4 separate regions of the Mus musculus genome follow, and all the other regions are linked to region 1. The links are chromatin contacts, called in public ChIA-PET maps. All regions are on one chromosome and are shown on one strand. The core of a region is the stretch at or near the end of the contact, and the rest is flanking DNA. Distances in the headings are between cores, read along the strand shown.

Region 1 (3,543 bases), core at 441-2,940:
TGGTTTTGTGCAAAAACAAGTATTTTTTTGTGCTATGCTAATCCCATTATCTAATGAACTCAAGTTAAGAAAAGCATTCACATACATCTATGACAGGGAGCCCAGAATTGGGAAGCTTTTTAGTATACTTCATGTTGGGACTTCTGGTTAGAGATATTTAAATGACAATGGCCAATTTGGTTGGCTGGGAAACCTGTGGTATGGGGACATCTATGGCTTGGCCTTCAGGCTTCTGTGTATGTGAGCTTGTAGAGAAATGGAAGCTGAGATCTGAAGAACCAGTGTCAGCTCCACAGTTATCCTGAGGAAATGCCTACCTTGAGGAAACATCTGTGGCCTGAACATCTAAGGTCCCAGGAATGAAGCCCTCTGGTGTCTTGGGTTTGTCTGTCTCAGTCCTAGAAAAATCTTTGTTCCTCAGAGACTCCAGAAAGCAGAAAACTTGGGTCATATGGCAAGTACCATTCTGGTCCTAAAAGGTTTATCTGGTTTGAATCAATGCCTTAGTCAGACTGAGGATATAGGATCAGGCTCCAACTAGGAGAGTCTACTTGTAGGGGCCTCACTGGAAGCAAAATGTAGAATATATCATTTTGGTTAACCACTTGTGTCTGTATTCAGACCATTTTCCCCTCCTTCAAGTTCCTGTGGCAGAGGAGAATTTGGGAAATGCCCTTTTAAGAATACTTCCCTGCCTAGGTCCTAGTAGAGAGTTTTCAGTAGGAACACTTGGTTAGAAAGAGGTAGAGTTTCCAAAGATGCTTTTAGAGAGTCCTAGAGGATCAGCCACATCCTGATTGAGGCAAGTTCTCTGTGAAAGTGCTGGTAGCCAAATTTCCTCTGGTTTTGCTACATGTGTGAATGTCTCTAGATCCCTGTGTAAAGCACTCCTACCTGTAACACAGACCACTTCCACATTTTCCAGATTAATTATGACTACAGCAAGCAATTACAGTTATTAAATTTTCTTGGCAGGGCTTTAACAGGGCAGAAGGGCAAATTAAATAGCAGATTTGGAAGCTAGGGTTGAGGCTTGGGCATAGGGCAGAGGCTGGACAAGCCAGGCCTGGTTTGTGGGTATGGAAGTTTTTGATGTCTATCAGGAACCACATGTGATATAATTGACCACAGCCTTGCTACTTGCTACTGAGTGGTAGCCTGGAAAGGACCAAAGGAGGCACATCAGAAGGTCAGAGGTAGAATGAGGTATATCTGAAACAAGGCTAGGCTGAGGAAAAATGGAAGGCCTAGCATTCAGGGATTCATTTGAAGTCCTGGAAAAGATCCCATGAGGGTCAAGACTAGGGTAAAATAGCCAGACTCATCATAAAGGGACTAAACAGATGAGCCTTGGTGGTTGGGAAAGTCAAGGTAGAAAATACTCACTGATGTTGCATGCCTGTGAGTCTGTGGATCCTGGATCAAGCATTGACCTTTAGGGGGCAAGTAGAGAACATTGGAAATCACAGTGGCTTAAGGCAATAAGACAATGTTTAGTACTCTTACATAACAGCAATAGGGCTTCCCTAAGCAAGTCAAGACTGATTTAGGACGAGGCAAGGAAAGATGCTGTTAGAAATAAGTTTGAAGTTGCAAAGAAAGAGATTACAATCAGGTTAAAGTGTCTCAACAAAGAAGTTTATTTCCTGTCAGAAGGGTGTGTTATTCACAATGATGGTTGAGCAAGCACACCTGCCCAGGAAGTGAACTCGGTTTGTGGGTGAGCAAGCACACCTGCACAGGAAGTGCAATTAGTTTGTGTTTAACTAGCCGCTGACTGTGTCTTTTCCCCATTGGCTGAGATTTGACCTCATGGTCTTTTGAGGGTAGATAATTTCAAAACAATTGGAGCAAACAATGAAGATGAGCAGAGCAGTGAACCATTAAGATATGATGATGCCAAGCAGGGCATTTGTGTAAAATCAGGCTTACCCTGGAAAGGATGAAAACATTTGCATAAAGGTTTTACCAGATGGGGAAAGTAAAGAGATTGGAATTCCTTGTTGTAAACAAAAGTTTTGTAGTGTTTGTCAGGACAGTCTAATATTAAATGTTTCTTACAATATGAAGATTGAAGAGTTACTGACTGTGTCCTGGCTGGTACATCTTGGATTTAGGGCTAAGACAGACACAGCCTCAAATATGGGATCCTTATGTGGCCCCACAGACACTGTCACATATGTGAAATCACAAAGGGGTTCCTTAATGGAGGTATATAAAATGAGACCTCGAGACTATGTAATGGCATTTGTCACTTTTTGTAGATGGCTTCATACACTTAGTGAGGTTCCAAGAAATCAGTTTTCCATTCTGTGCCTCAGTGTACCCCATTTGATGCTTGAATTCACATTCATCACACACATTTTAAAAAACAGAATATAATCTATCAATTTATTATAAAATATTTGCTTTCATTTAAAAGCGACAGTTGTACTGAAGTTCTGACATTTTTTATTGCTATTTTAGATTTTCTATTTTCTTTCAATCAATTGAATTTTAGCAAGATAGCTTTCTTTTTATGTGTTTTTGTGTGGGCTAGTTTTTTCCCCTTTGGTTATGTTTTTATTCAAATAGACTGTCTCTATTGGCTCTCTGGAATGAAACAAATTTTAATCGTTTATGCAGCCGGCTTTTTTCCTTCTGTGGTAGGTTTCTTTTCTGCTGGTTTTCTTGGTAGCCACAACCCTTTTCCCCTGCAGGCTTCTTATCTTCTTGACATCCTTGGGCTTCCTTTCTTCCTTGCCTACAGCCGACTTCTTGTCTGCAGTCTCCTGTGCTGCAACCTTCTTCAAGTTGGCTGCCTGTGCAGTGGCTGCTGTTTCCAGTTTTTCACCTGAAGTTTGTGATTCTGGCCTTAGGAAGAATGGTATTCCTGTGCATAGTCTTTGTGGTTCTTCAGTGGATTCTTCTTCAAGACTCTACACTGAATCTTCTTGTGTGGTGCTCAGGGGGCTCTTTGAATCTCTGGGATTTTCAAGATTCTGCTAAGATCTGAGTTCATCGTCTTGTGCATGGGAAGGTTACAGTTACTCTTGAGGAAAGCAGCCTTATGCCAAATGCCATACTACTCATCTAACTTCCAGAAAGCACTTTGAGTCCAAATTCTGAGACATCCCACATGCCCACCAGGAGTAGATTTTAAAATGTTTTTGCTTACATTAAGTAGAGTAATACCAAGGATGTTTCTGAAGGCCTTGATGAAACCATTATCTTCATTGTATAGGACACAGGGTCCCCACTGCTGGGTCTGCTGTTGGTTTCTCACTTGGCTTTTGCCACCTCTCGTCCTCTGAGAGGAATAGACATTTTTGATGTCATCCCAAACTTTAAGTTTCTTTAGCAGCCTCCTTGGTCTTCTTGTAACCTTCAACCTTATCTTCAACAACCAAAGGCAGTTCTGAAACTCCCTTAATTGGAAGACCTTTAGACATCACCAAAGCTGGTAAAGCTGAGGCAGCCAGAGCAGAAGAGATGGCGTATCACTTTTGTGTTGTGTTCACTCTGTGGTGCCAATGAGGTTTTGGTTGTTGCAAATGTTAAGTC
Region 2 (3,543 bases), core at 469-2,968, 500 kb after region 1:
CTCTCTCTCTCTCTCTCTCTCCCTCTCTCTCTCCATTTCTCTGCCTCTACTACCCTCTTAACTCCCCAAAGTTTATTCTACATTATACCATCAGGTGGCTGGCCCCTCATGGGGAAGGGATGCCTCAGCATGGGTCCTTTGAGGCACCCCCTTCCTCCACACCTCACCACAACTCCATAGAACATATCCCTCCTCAATCATTCTATAAACACAACAGACTGGACATTTAACATCTGTGTGCAGCATCCTGTTTCTAAGATTGGGTGGTGATTATTAGACATGCTCTAAAGTGAATGAAAAGTATGGAAAGGAACTCTTGTCCTGGCAAGTTGCAGCAAGTCCAATAGTCCTCTCCTGCCCTGCTGTCCTTTTCTTGAGTTTTGGAATTACTAAAATCTTTGAACAGGATTATATTTCATATTTCAATATCAACATATTTGTACCTCAGTTTCACTTGCTCAGACATCCCCAGGAATATCTCCTATTGTCAGCTCCTAGGCACAATTAAGCAATGCATCTAGTATATATCTCAATCTTCCATTCAGTAGCATTTTATCACAGATTTTTTTACTTAAAGTTCTTTCTCTCTATGATCACAGGGTTGTTAGCTAGCGAATTCACAGGTAAGCTAGGGCCTTACCTGTGAATTCACACCACACCATGGCATACAACAGGTGTTCATAGAAGTCAATCAATGTGGGGTTGTGGATCTACGGATCCATGAAGAGTCAGCCAAAACAAGAGTAGGGTCAAAGTGTGTCCAAATGCCAGAAATCTCATCCTGAGTTAGACAGAAGTAGGATTGCTCCCACACTACCTCAGGCCTGTGTGTCCTAGCACAGGTAGCTCAATCCCACCTTTGCTCCCTGGAGGAGGTCACATAGACCAGTAGCCCGTTTAAACTTTCACTCTCCTTATAAGGTCATGTCCAGCAGCACCTGGATTTCCTCCTATGCAAATGAGGAATCTTCAGTGCCATAGTCCTGGCTAACAATTTACACTTACTCAAAAAGCTCTCCAGTGGTTTAAGTAGTCATTTTCCACCACTAAACATGCTGCCCCAAAGAAGCTGTCTCCAGAGACTCTATTTTTGCTGAGCTCACCAACACCTGAGGTGATTTTGCTCCTGGATGTCTCACTTTGCTTCAATATTAGGGGCAGGGAAGTTCAGCCTGAACTTCAACACAATAAATCCACCAGATAGCGATTTAACTTGCAGTACTTAAGTGTGGGATGACTGTTTAACTAGGCCATATTTCTGGTAAAGGGCTTCTGTTTTGAAGTATTTTCCATTGATTTCAGATTCTTTCCTACTTTGTACTTTCTGTCAAGTCTCAAAACCCTACTTTCATTCTTTCATACACTGTTTTGATAAGTCACCTAAAAAGTAAGCCAGCCAGGTCCTTATGAAAAGCCAGTTCATTGTGGCCAAGATCTTATTTATCCATGTCATCTAGGTCCCCACAAAACCAGCCTGCCATGGAGCAGTTATAGTATCCACTCTCAATTCTCTATGCAAAAACTAGCTAACACATAATATACTCATGTCACAGTAGGTCTCTGTACAAAGGCACAACTCCATGTGTCTAGATACAATAGTCTCATTTCAACAGTGGATTTCATCTCATGCAAACCTCTCATTAGAATGGAGGTTGTTATGGGCCAGAGGAAGGGAGTTGGTGGCTTTGTGGTCAGCTTGTTCCCCTGTATTAGTTCCTTTTCTACTGTGATAAAACACCATAACCAAGACATCTTATAGAAGAAACACTTTCTTCAGGTGTATGGTTATAGAGATGTAGAGTTCATGATGTTGGAGAGTTGGCATGGTGGCTAGAGCAGCAGCTGATAGTTCATACTGTAGACTACAAACAGGAATGAGAGAGAGAGAGAGAGAGAGAGAGAGAGAGAGAGAGAGAGAGGGAGCTCAAAACGTTATGAGTGTCTAAACTTCTAAGTTCATCTCCAGTAGCATAAATAGTGCAACAAGGCCACATCCCCTACATCTAGCCAAATAGTGCCACCAACTGGGAACTGAATACTCACACACCAAAGACTGTGGGAGTCATTTATGATTCAAATGATCACAGTAATGGTTGACGCTTGGACACTCTTGGTTATGGTCTGGGTGGCAGCATGTCACCAGTAGCTGATTAAACCAATCCTTCCCTGTTCTTTAGTTATATTCTTCAGTCAAGCACTTGTAGCAGGCACTAAACCAACCACCCAACTTCAGAGCCATCTCTGTCTGCCATGGACTTAATAAAGCACCATGTTAATACTGTGGCACTGTAATTGCTGTTTTTCCTGTGGTACTACAATAATGGTTTTTAGAACAAGTCTTTTTCTCAAAGGTTCCAGATTTCTCAGAGACTCATTGCTCTGAGTTTTTGGCCAAAGCAAGCCTTTAATCTACATGTTTGTTTTGCAGTGGGCTCTTTGAACTCACAAGAGAGTCAAGCAGATCTATGTCAATGACTGGAGGATGGTGTAGAAGAAAGCTATTGTTGCCACTCACAGGAGGTGTCTGCTGTGGGCAGAAGAGTAACATATCTGTTAATGAAGCTATGAAATCTTTAGATTCCACACATCAGCCTCTGTGAAAGATCTGCTTATATTAGTCTAAATAAATCTTGGAGTGCTTTTTCTTCTTTGGGAATGTTTTCTCTGCTGTTATGATTGAGACAAGAGTGTGTGGGTAGCATGAATAGACATTCTTTTGCAGTGGAGTACACCATCTCTTCTTTCCCTGGCCTGAAATGTTCTTAATAATTAAGGAGATGATGCTTTGTACTCATTACCAGAACCATGTGGCTGATGCCTTGAATCAGTGAGGCTTTGGGTTTAGAACTTGAATTTGACAGTTTAGGATGATCCTTGAGAATCCTTGAGAGGTCCCATAGTAGTCCACTGAAGGAAATCTAACACTCTCCTAATAGCCAAGACTTCTCTCTCTGTCTTGGCCATGAAACAGCCTCTGTGCACCAGCCTCTATCTTATCCATTCTGTCCTGTTCAAAGCTACTGCTGAGGATGATCCCACCAGGATGACTAAAGCTGCTGGTTCTTCCTTACAAATAAGATGGCTGGTTTGCATTCTTGCATAGATTTCTATGATGATACACAGTAGCTAGTAGTGCCCTCTGTTCTAGAAGTCTAACCTCAAGGTTTAATAAAAAGGTTTAATAGTTTCTTAGACTCTAACTGATGTCAATATAAGATATTCAAAACGATGGAAAAGGCTTTCAAGCTGTACAATACAGACAGACATAGAGGATACTTTGGCTATGAAGACTCTTTGTCCAGGGAGTTCAGGAGTTGGGAACATGCAGAGAAGCTCATGGTGGAGTCAAGCCATGGCTAGAGTCACTGTGATACTGTATAAAGAATGTTACAGAGAAGAGAAGCATGGTGTGGCACTGTGGTAGCCTTGAAGAATGAGAAACATGAAATATGGCATTAAATGAATGTTCCAGCAGGAACAGAGGATATGGATCACTTGTTAGATGCTTCTCTGAGAGAAAAAGGTAAATCATACCTGTGAAAT
Region 3 (3,543 bases), core at 755-3,254, 430 kb after region 1:
TAAAGTGGTCCTGTTACTGACCTCTCAAGTCCAACTTTAGGGTAATTCTCTACAGTTTAGTTTTAATACAGGATAAGAGGCAGACATATCTAAGCAACCCTGGCCTGGGTATGGTTCTGTCCTTCACTGGTTCCCCATTGTGTCTTCTCCAGTCTGTCCTTCTTGGTGTTCTGACAAGTCACACACTGTGAAATCTCCTCCTTAAGAACAAGTCCTTTTTCTGGCTGACATTTGGGCTTCAACCTTCCCCTTCATCTATTACAATTTCTGGTGATATCCACTTTTTTGGGTTCCATTTTCTCCCAATAGTCTTATATTCAAAAGAAGTGGCACAAGTGTCTCTTTTGAGAGTATCTTTGTTCCTGCCAGGATGGTTCATTGTCTCCCAAGTCATACTGGGTTGTTTCTCCTTTCACTCTTCTGAATCTTTCCATTTTCTTGGGGACATTTACCAGATGTTTCTCTCTCTACAAATCCTATTTGGCCTCCAAAGCACAAGGCAGCAAGCTCAGCTCTTGATGTGTCTTGAAACAGCAAATTCTATGATCAAAAGAAAGGGTCTTCCACGTTTTCACACTGCATCAACACTATCTACACTGGTCCACCCAGTCAGCACTGGTTAGTAAGTATCGGCTATAGGCAAACACTACTGTACTCAGATTAATTGATCTTCTCTGGGTCCAGAGGAATCAAAGGCTATGATTAAGATATATATGTCAGACATTCTATAGCTCCCTGACCAACACAACACCATTCCATGAAAACACATTCAGAATGGCATTTCATAAAACACCAGCAGAAGAAGCTCATCTAAATTATTTCATTCCAAATAGTCACAGACTCTTTCAAAATGCAAAGACTTTAATGAAAAAGCCCTCCATTGGGCTACAGGTAACTTGTAGTCTTCTTAGTACAGATGCTAAAGATGCAAGGACAAGTACTCATGAGCACCTTCCAGTGCCACCTTCCTCTCTATGGTCCTATGGTCTTATGCCATGTAAAGAATGAGTTTCCGAAAGGAATTTTATTATAGTTGAGAATGTATGAGAGATGAAACAAGAAGAAATTCTTTAGAGTCGAAATAGATCCCAGGAAAGTGTTGTCATAATCAACCTGCTCTAAGCACGAGAAGTGAGCTGAGCAGGACAGTTGTCCTACACATGAGGTCTTCATGTGACTTGTCATTTCTGTGTCTTGCCTGGCACACCTTCTGCTGGCACACCCTTAAAGGTTAGTGAAGTATCTGATCATCCACAGGTTCCAGGCTTCAGCTGCTATTCTGAAAAGGATAAGTTAAATTAAAAAACAAAACAAACAAAACAAAAAAAAAACCAAAAAAAAAAAAAAAAAAAAAAAACCAGAGTACTGTCAGCACCCTTAAACAATTTGGTATTTTTGGTATTTTAGTTTGCAGGGCAGAACTACTGATAGAACCCAGGTATTTCCAGCTTCAGGCCAGGCCAGGACACCTGGACAAATGGAAGTGCCCACAATGGTTAAAAACAAAATTGCTAATTATTGAGACTCCCTCCTGAAGTTGCTCAGCTAGCATCTCTCTCCTACTTCATCACGTTCCCACATGTTCTTGCTTCACTGTCCCTTTGTGTTATCAAAGGAGAGACCACTTCACACTCACACTGCCTACAAACTGCTTTTAAAAAATGCTACTGAGGCTTTGAAAAATAAAAATTAAGCCATCATTGGGAAGAGAGGCCCATTGGTCTTGCAAACTTTATATGCCTCAGTTCAGGGGAATGCCAGGGCCAAGAAGTGGGAGTGGGTGGGTAGGGAAGTGGGGGGGGGTATGGGGGACTTTTGGGATAGCATTGGAAATGTAAATGAAGAAAATACCTAATAAAAATAAATTAAAAATATTAAGCAGAAAAAAAAAAAACTAAGAAAAATGTGTAACTTGATGGGGGATTGGTGAGAGGAAGTGGGTTTCTGAGTCATACCCAGGTGGTAACTAGGCAGAGCCTCGCCTGTCTTGGGCTTCAGTGAAGGTCTCGTGATGCTTCTTAGAGAACACAATGCTGGCAGATGGGGACCCTGTGGCTTCACATTTAATCTTGTGTTTATATTTGGTCTCAAATTGGACTCCTAGTGCTCAGTAGTCACTCATGCGGGATGCTCTTTATCTGCTGTAAAGGGATTTCCATCAACTAGCAGGTAGAGGTTCGTACAAAGCAATTTGATTCAATCTTAGAGAAGTATCTAGTGGAGGAAGTTAAAGCTGGCTTTGGCTGGTATCCGTGTATCCCACTAAGAACCATGTGAGGAGGAGCTTAAGCATCCTCCTCTAATCCTAGCCTCCACTCTCCAGTATATCCAGGTTCTGTTGTGTGCTTCCTTGCATATGTACTTTCATGAGATAAAATAGTCTTTACTCCTTCAAGTCAATTCCATGAGATAATATAATTTTCAGTTGGTTAGTGTTTAAGATGAGGAGTTACTGTGCTATAGGGAATATATATATATATATATATATATATATATATATATATATGTGTGTGTGTGTGTGTGTGTGTGTGTGTGTGTGTGTGTGTGTGTGTGTGTGTGTGTGTAACCATATAGTTCAAACCTTAGTTCTCAAGTTCTGTGGCTCAGCACAACTAGCTTCTATGATAATTTATTGAGTCCTCTTATGTCACTGGTTTTAAAATTTAATTAAGAAAACTTAATTTCCCTGTGTGGAAAAATCCTAAAATGTGATTGACCCAAAAGAGCACTGTAAACATGCTTTCCCTATCAGAGCTCCAGCCCAGCCTAAGCAGGAATCTCAGGCATGCTTTGTACCACAGGCTGAGAATCCTGCTGACAGATGTTAAAGGTGGTTTTTGTATCCAAGAGGAAGGCTACTGCCACTGTAAAAGTAACATGTAGCAGGTAGGCCTGAGAATCTAATAGAGTTGTCTGTTGTGATTCTATTTGTTCAAAATGTTTCCTTTTAGAAAGACAGAGCAGAAGAATCTACAGAAAAGGGGAGGGATCCAGCTCTTGCTTCATTCTTTGCAATTCCTGAGCAAGCGACTTTCATTTCTGAAATTTCACTTCTGTGTCTAGGGAGTGGGGATAAGGCCAGTCAGGTAAATGACTGGTACCGTCTGTGGGCAACCTATTTTTGCTAAATACTCACATCAGAGTTGAGTGGCCTGTGATGGGTGAATGTCACCTTTGGGCTGTGACACCGAGGAGTTTCCAAGTTTAGAGAAAGCATCAAAAACATTGTATGAGCCCCAAAGTTCCAACCAGGCAACTGAGTTCAGCTTTTAAAATAGAATCAGAAAATAGCCTTAGACATCACATGTGTTTTTTAAGCTTTCACATACCAGCAGGGGCAGCCTAGGCCCTCCTCAACTCATTTTTTTAATTATACAACATCCATTTCATAAAGAAGATATAACTGAGTTCTTCTCCAGCTTGCACCCCACTTCCAATGATTTAAACAATTTCTGTGCCTCCTATTTAAAGTTCCTTGTCATATTTTTATGTTTCCTCAGATGGTCAATATTCCAGGAGGCATCCTTGAATATACCATATTTG
Region 4 (3,543 bases), core at 303-2,802, 400 kb after region 1:
GGATTTCTTGGACTTAGAAGAATCACCAGGATATTGTCACTGCCAGAAGAGCCTGTAGCTACCAAAACTAACCACATACGTTCTCCTCCCCATAATGAATGGGAACAGACACAGCATTCTCAGACAGAGCATGGAGGAGCTCAGAATCTATATTGCACACACTATGAAGAATCATGAACTAGTTTCGAAACTAACACTGTAAGCTGTCACTAGAATCAACAAATAGAAGACTGGATGCAAGGAGTCAGACCCCATGGAGCAAACAGAAAAAAATGAATGACAATGAATTTTAGAATCGTTTTCTGAGAGCTGATTTAATGATACTTTTTAATCATTCTTTAGTTTGCCCACCTTGTCTCAAACATTATCATGTACCTAACAATTTCCAGCTCTCATGTCCACTGTGTGGAGATGACTCCTGACCAGCATCATTAGATGTGTGTGACTTAGCTGAAATCTTCAGAGGTATGTAATAAGATAGTGCAGCCTCATATCTCTCAGAGAGGAGGAGATATGTCATATATTCTATGTTAAAAATATTTGGGAGTAACAATCCTTACATCTTAACTATTAATTATTAGTTCACAATTGACTCGATCAAATGAGTTTGGGGATTATTTACAAATTACTTTTCTTAGTGGTATTTATATTATTCAAAATTAAGTATTCTCAATTGAATTATTATTATTATTATTATTATTATTATTATTATTATTATTATTATTATTATTATTTGATTGATATCATGAGGCAGGATATGTACCTCAGGCTGGACTCATGCTTATGATATAACTAACATGCTCCCAGACCTTAGCACAACTATTGCAATGACAGAAACCCATTCAGGTGTTGGAACTCAGAACATAGGCGGGGACATCTGACACAAGAACTTAGACCTAAACCACCTCACAAAATAGATACAAAGGTTACATCAATGGTCCAGGGATGTGGCTGGAAAAGCCACAAATGTACTAACTGCTTTTTTGCTCCTGCAGTTCTACTTCTTGCTAACTGCTCTTGTTAACTGAAGTGTTCTGACCAGGATATGGTTTTTTTTTTTTTTTTTTTTTTTTTTTTTTGTGCTTAAAATGCCAAGAAAGGTAAGGCTCAAGGCTTCATGGTTTGGGCAAGTTCTCTCATGCAACCTCCATGGCTGTGTTGACTTTAGGAGTCCTGTGTTCACTGAAGGAGTTATCTTGGAGAAGTGGCCCTCCTGTCTCAGCTCCTGATGGAGTTACAGGTGTATATCATCATAATTGGACTTGAAACTGTATTTCACTAAAAGCAGGCTTACTGATTCAAAGCTTCTGCATTTAGAAAGCTGTGAAGGATGCAGCCACATCCTGTGGACTGACCTGATGTGCAGCAGCATGGGTCTCATTCCTTCTGGCACTGAGACAGAACTGATTGGAACCATTTTTCCATTCTTTTTTTTCTTTTCTTTTTTTTTTCTGAAGAAAACGTGTCTGACCCTCCCCGTTCTACCAGAAAAGAGTAACTGCTGAAAGTGACGTCATTCTTTCCCAGCAGCCGGCTTCTTCCTGTCTCATGGCTGCGGCTTGGTTTCCCTTTCCCATGGGTGTCACACTGTGGTTCACACTGTGGCTGCAGTGTTGCTTTCTGTAAGACTGTTTCTCACTTCCTTCTTGTCTCACCTACATTTTCATTTTTTTCTGCTCCTGAATTTTACTGTTTATTATACAGTGTTTAAACTCCCTTTGAAACGAAGTGTTTTGAGGGTGAATAAAACACCCGGAATTGTGTCCCATTGAGGGCCAAACAAAGATGACATGGGCTGGCAATAGAGCACTAATGCTTTCAAGATCTTTGCCTCAAGAGACAGTAAACTCATATCAGCTGATGTCATCATCATAAAAACATTTTGAAAACCATTTTAGAATGTCCTCTTAAGTTCTCAGCACAGCGAACAAATGTTTCAATGGCTGTAAAATCTTCTGGATCATTTTTATTCCAGGAACAAAAAAACCAACGCTCAATGTAGAGAACCAGAACCACACAGGGCTCATCAAGCTGGGTTAGCACTTTTATTTCTTCTCAAATGTACAAAATAGAGTGCCAAGAATTGTAAAAGACAGGGTTAGTGAGCTGACACTGAAAGTGTTCCCCAAGGACCAACTTAGAGAAGCCAGCAGGCATGAGGGTTGGTATTACATGGGCATGTGGACAGGCATATGCTACTGTTAGGAATCCTGTGACTATCCCCCCCAAAAAATCTCAGAATCTATCACCACTACAATTCAAAGTCAAAAAGGTCAGTAAAGTCATGGTCACAGTGACCTGGTGACTGGTACATTACCTCAGGGTTCCACCTAGAATCACAGGCATTTCCCATCATGCATTACTTCGCCTTCAGACCCCAGGGGAGCCATGGGTTTGGCTGATCATAGTGGGATTCAGGACTTTAGATCCATCTGTTTATTGTTGGAAGTGGTGCCATGGGTCTAAATTCTGAAGCTATTTTGCCCCCTCATGAAGGGCTGTTCTGTAAAGTCTGATCACAATCTAGTGTTTACTTGATCTCATCACTTTTGTGTTGTGTGTTTTCCCTTCCATTGGTGCCATAGTGTAAGGGACATAATTCAGTATGCTTGCCAGAGGGACTATTGAATGTTATCCAGTTACTGAGAGCACAGGTGGGTCTGGGAGTGTGCTCCATGGGCTCTATACCTGAACACTTCTGATGTTCTTGCTTCAAGAACTGTAAACAAACTCACAATAATTGGTACTGGCCAACAGTATCTACAGGAAGCTCATCTTTTCAACATACAAGACTGGAAGACAGCAAAGAAAGGGCATGTTTCAGAAGTGACAGAATGACAGTATGTACTATGTGGCTAAGATGACCACAAGATCACGATCTTGTTTTCCACATCTAGAGTGATGGATGAAAAGATAGCTAGGAAAATATGGGACCTCAGCAGAGCATCTGAAGAGTGATGTAAAGCCTGAAAGAAGGCCTGTGAATGTTGGAAGCTTTACACAGAATCTTCTCATCAGGCAGATAGCAGAGCAGCATGCAGACTATCCCAACAAGATTGAATTGGAATGGCCAAGATAATTGTTCAATCACTGTTCAGGTTAGATTTGGGAATCTTTTTTTTAAATTTAATTTTATTTTATTTTAATTAGGTATTTTCTTCATTTACATTTCCAATGCTACCCCAAAAGTCCTCCATACCCTTCCCCCCACTCCCCTAATCTTAAAGGATCTTCTTGAACACCAATACAGTCTCCCAACACTGAAGCCAAAGTGCACACCAGTGTCCAGAGGGCAGCAGAACTCACATCACTAAACCAAGAGGCCAAAAGAACAAGAACAAGAAGATGACTGGGCAAGAGGAATCAGATTGATGGGAGGAGCTTGGAGTCATTGGTCCTGTCTCTCTTAATTCTTTTTGTTTCCAGGGTTTCCTGCAAAGGTTGGGAAGTTCTTATGGATACTTACATGCAGCTTGACTTTCTGGGTTCCCTGATGTAGAGCACACCTACATCATTCTTTGTTGAGATTTCTCTTTATAACAA

The links. ChIA-PET counts read pairs in DNA pulled down with a chosen protein or histone mark.
Region 2: an RNA polymerase II ChIA-PET map of memory CD8 T cells shows a contact between it and region 1, with 6 times the contacts expected there. The contact joins two enhancer-like sites. A contact is called at or near these places in 1 of 484 Hi-C or Micro-C datasets (cortical neurons) and 2 of 115 datasets of contacts at active chromatin or transcription factors (large pre-B cells and memory CD8 T cells).
Region 3: a contact with region 1 is called in an RNA polymerase II ChIA-PET map of memory CD8 T cells, with 37 read pairs. The contact joins two enhancer-like sites. A contact is called at or near these places in 3 of 484 Hi-C or Micro-C datasets (double positive thymocytes and regulatory T cells) and 4 of 115 datasets of contacts at active chromatin or transcription factors (DN3 thymocytes, double positive thymocytes, memory CD8 T cells and 1 more).
Region 4: a contact with region 1 is called in an RNA polymerase II ChIA-PET map of memory CD8 T cells, with 8 times the contacts expected there. The contact joins two enhancer-like sites. A contact is called at or near these places in 5 of 484 Hi-C or Micro-C datasets (CD4 T cells, CD8 T cells, DN3 thymocytes and 2 more) and 5 of 115 datasets of contacts at active chromatin or transcription factors (the 230-238 cell line, DN3 thymocytes, double positive thymocytes and 2 more).

Annotation. Positions count from the first base shown.
Region 1 is chr14:16,171,693-16,175,235 of GRCm38.p6, reverse strand. It overlaps the pseudogene Gm8517. Among named protein-coding and RNA genes, the nearest start is that of Oxsm, 70 kb to the left of the region's middle. Within about 2 kb of position 1,690, at least 65 of the 459 cell types and tissues checked have an H3K27ac peak or open chromatin away from gene starts, as enhancers often do. A contact at or near this core is called in the 230-238 cell line, CD8 T cells, DN3 thymocytes and 4 more, where this site is marked.
Region 2 is chr14:15,675,891-15,679,433 of GRCm38.p6, reverse strand. No RefSeq gene overlaps it. Among named protein-coding and RNA genes, the nearest start is that of Gm31804, 97 kb to the left of the region's middle. Within about 2 kb of position 1,718, at least 5 of the 459 cell types and tissues checked have an H3K27ac peak or open chromatin away from gene starts, as enhancers often do. A contact at or near this core is called in memory CD8 T cells, where this site is marked.
Region 3 is chr14:15,745,497-15,749,039 of GRCm38.p6, reverse strand. No RefSeq gene overlaps it. Among named protein-coding and RNA genes, the nearest start is that of Gm31804, 28 kb to the left of the region's middle. Within about 2 kb of position 2,004, at least 53 of the 459 cell types and tissues checked have an H3K27ac peak or open chromatin away from gene starts, as enhancers often do. A contact at or near this core is called in DN3 thymocytes, double positive thymocytes, memory CD8 T cells and 1 more, where this site is marked.
Region 4 is chr14:15,768,035-15,771,577 of GRCm38.p6, reverse strand. No RefSeq gene overlaps it. Among named protein-coding and RNA genes, the nearest start is that of Gm31804, 5.3 kb to the left of the region's middle. Within about 2 kb of position 1,552, at least 67 of the 459 cell types and tissues checked have an H3K27ac peak or open chromatin away from gene starts, as enhancers often do. A contact at or near this core is called in the 230-238 cell line, CD8 T cells, DN3 thymocytes and 3 more, where this site is marked.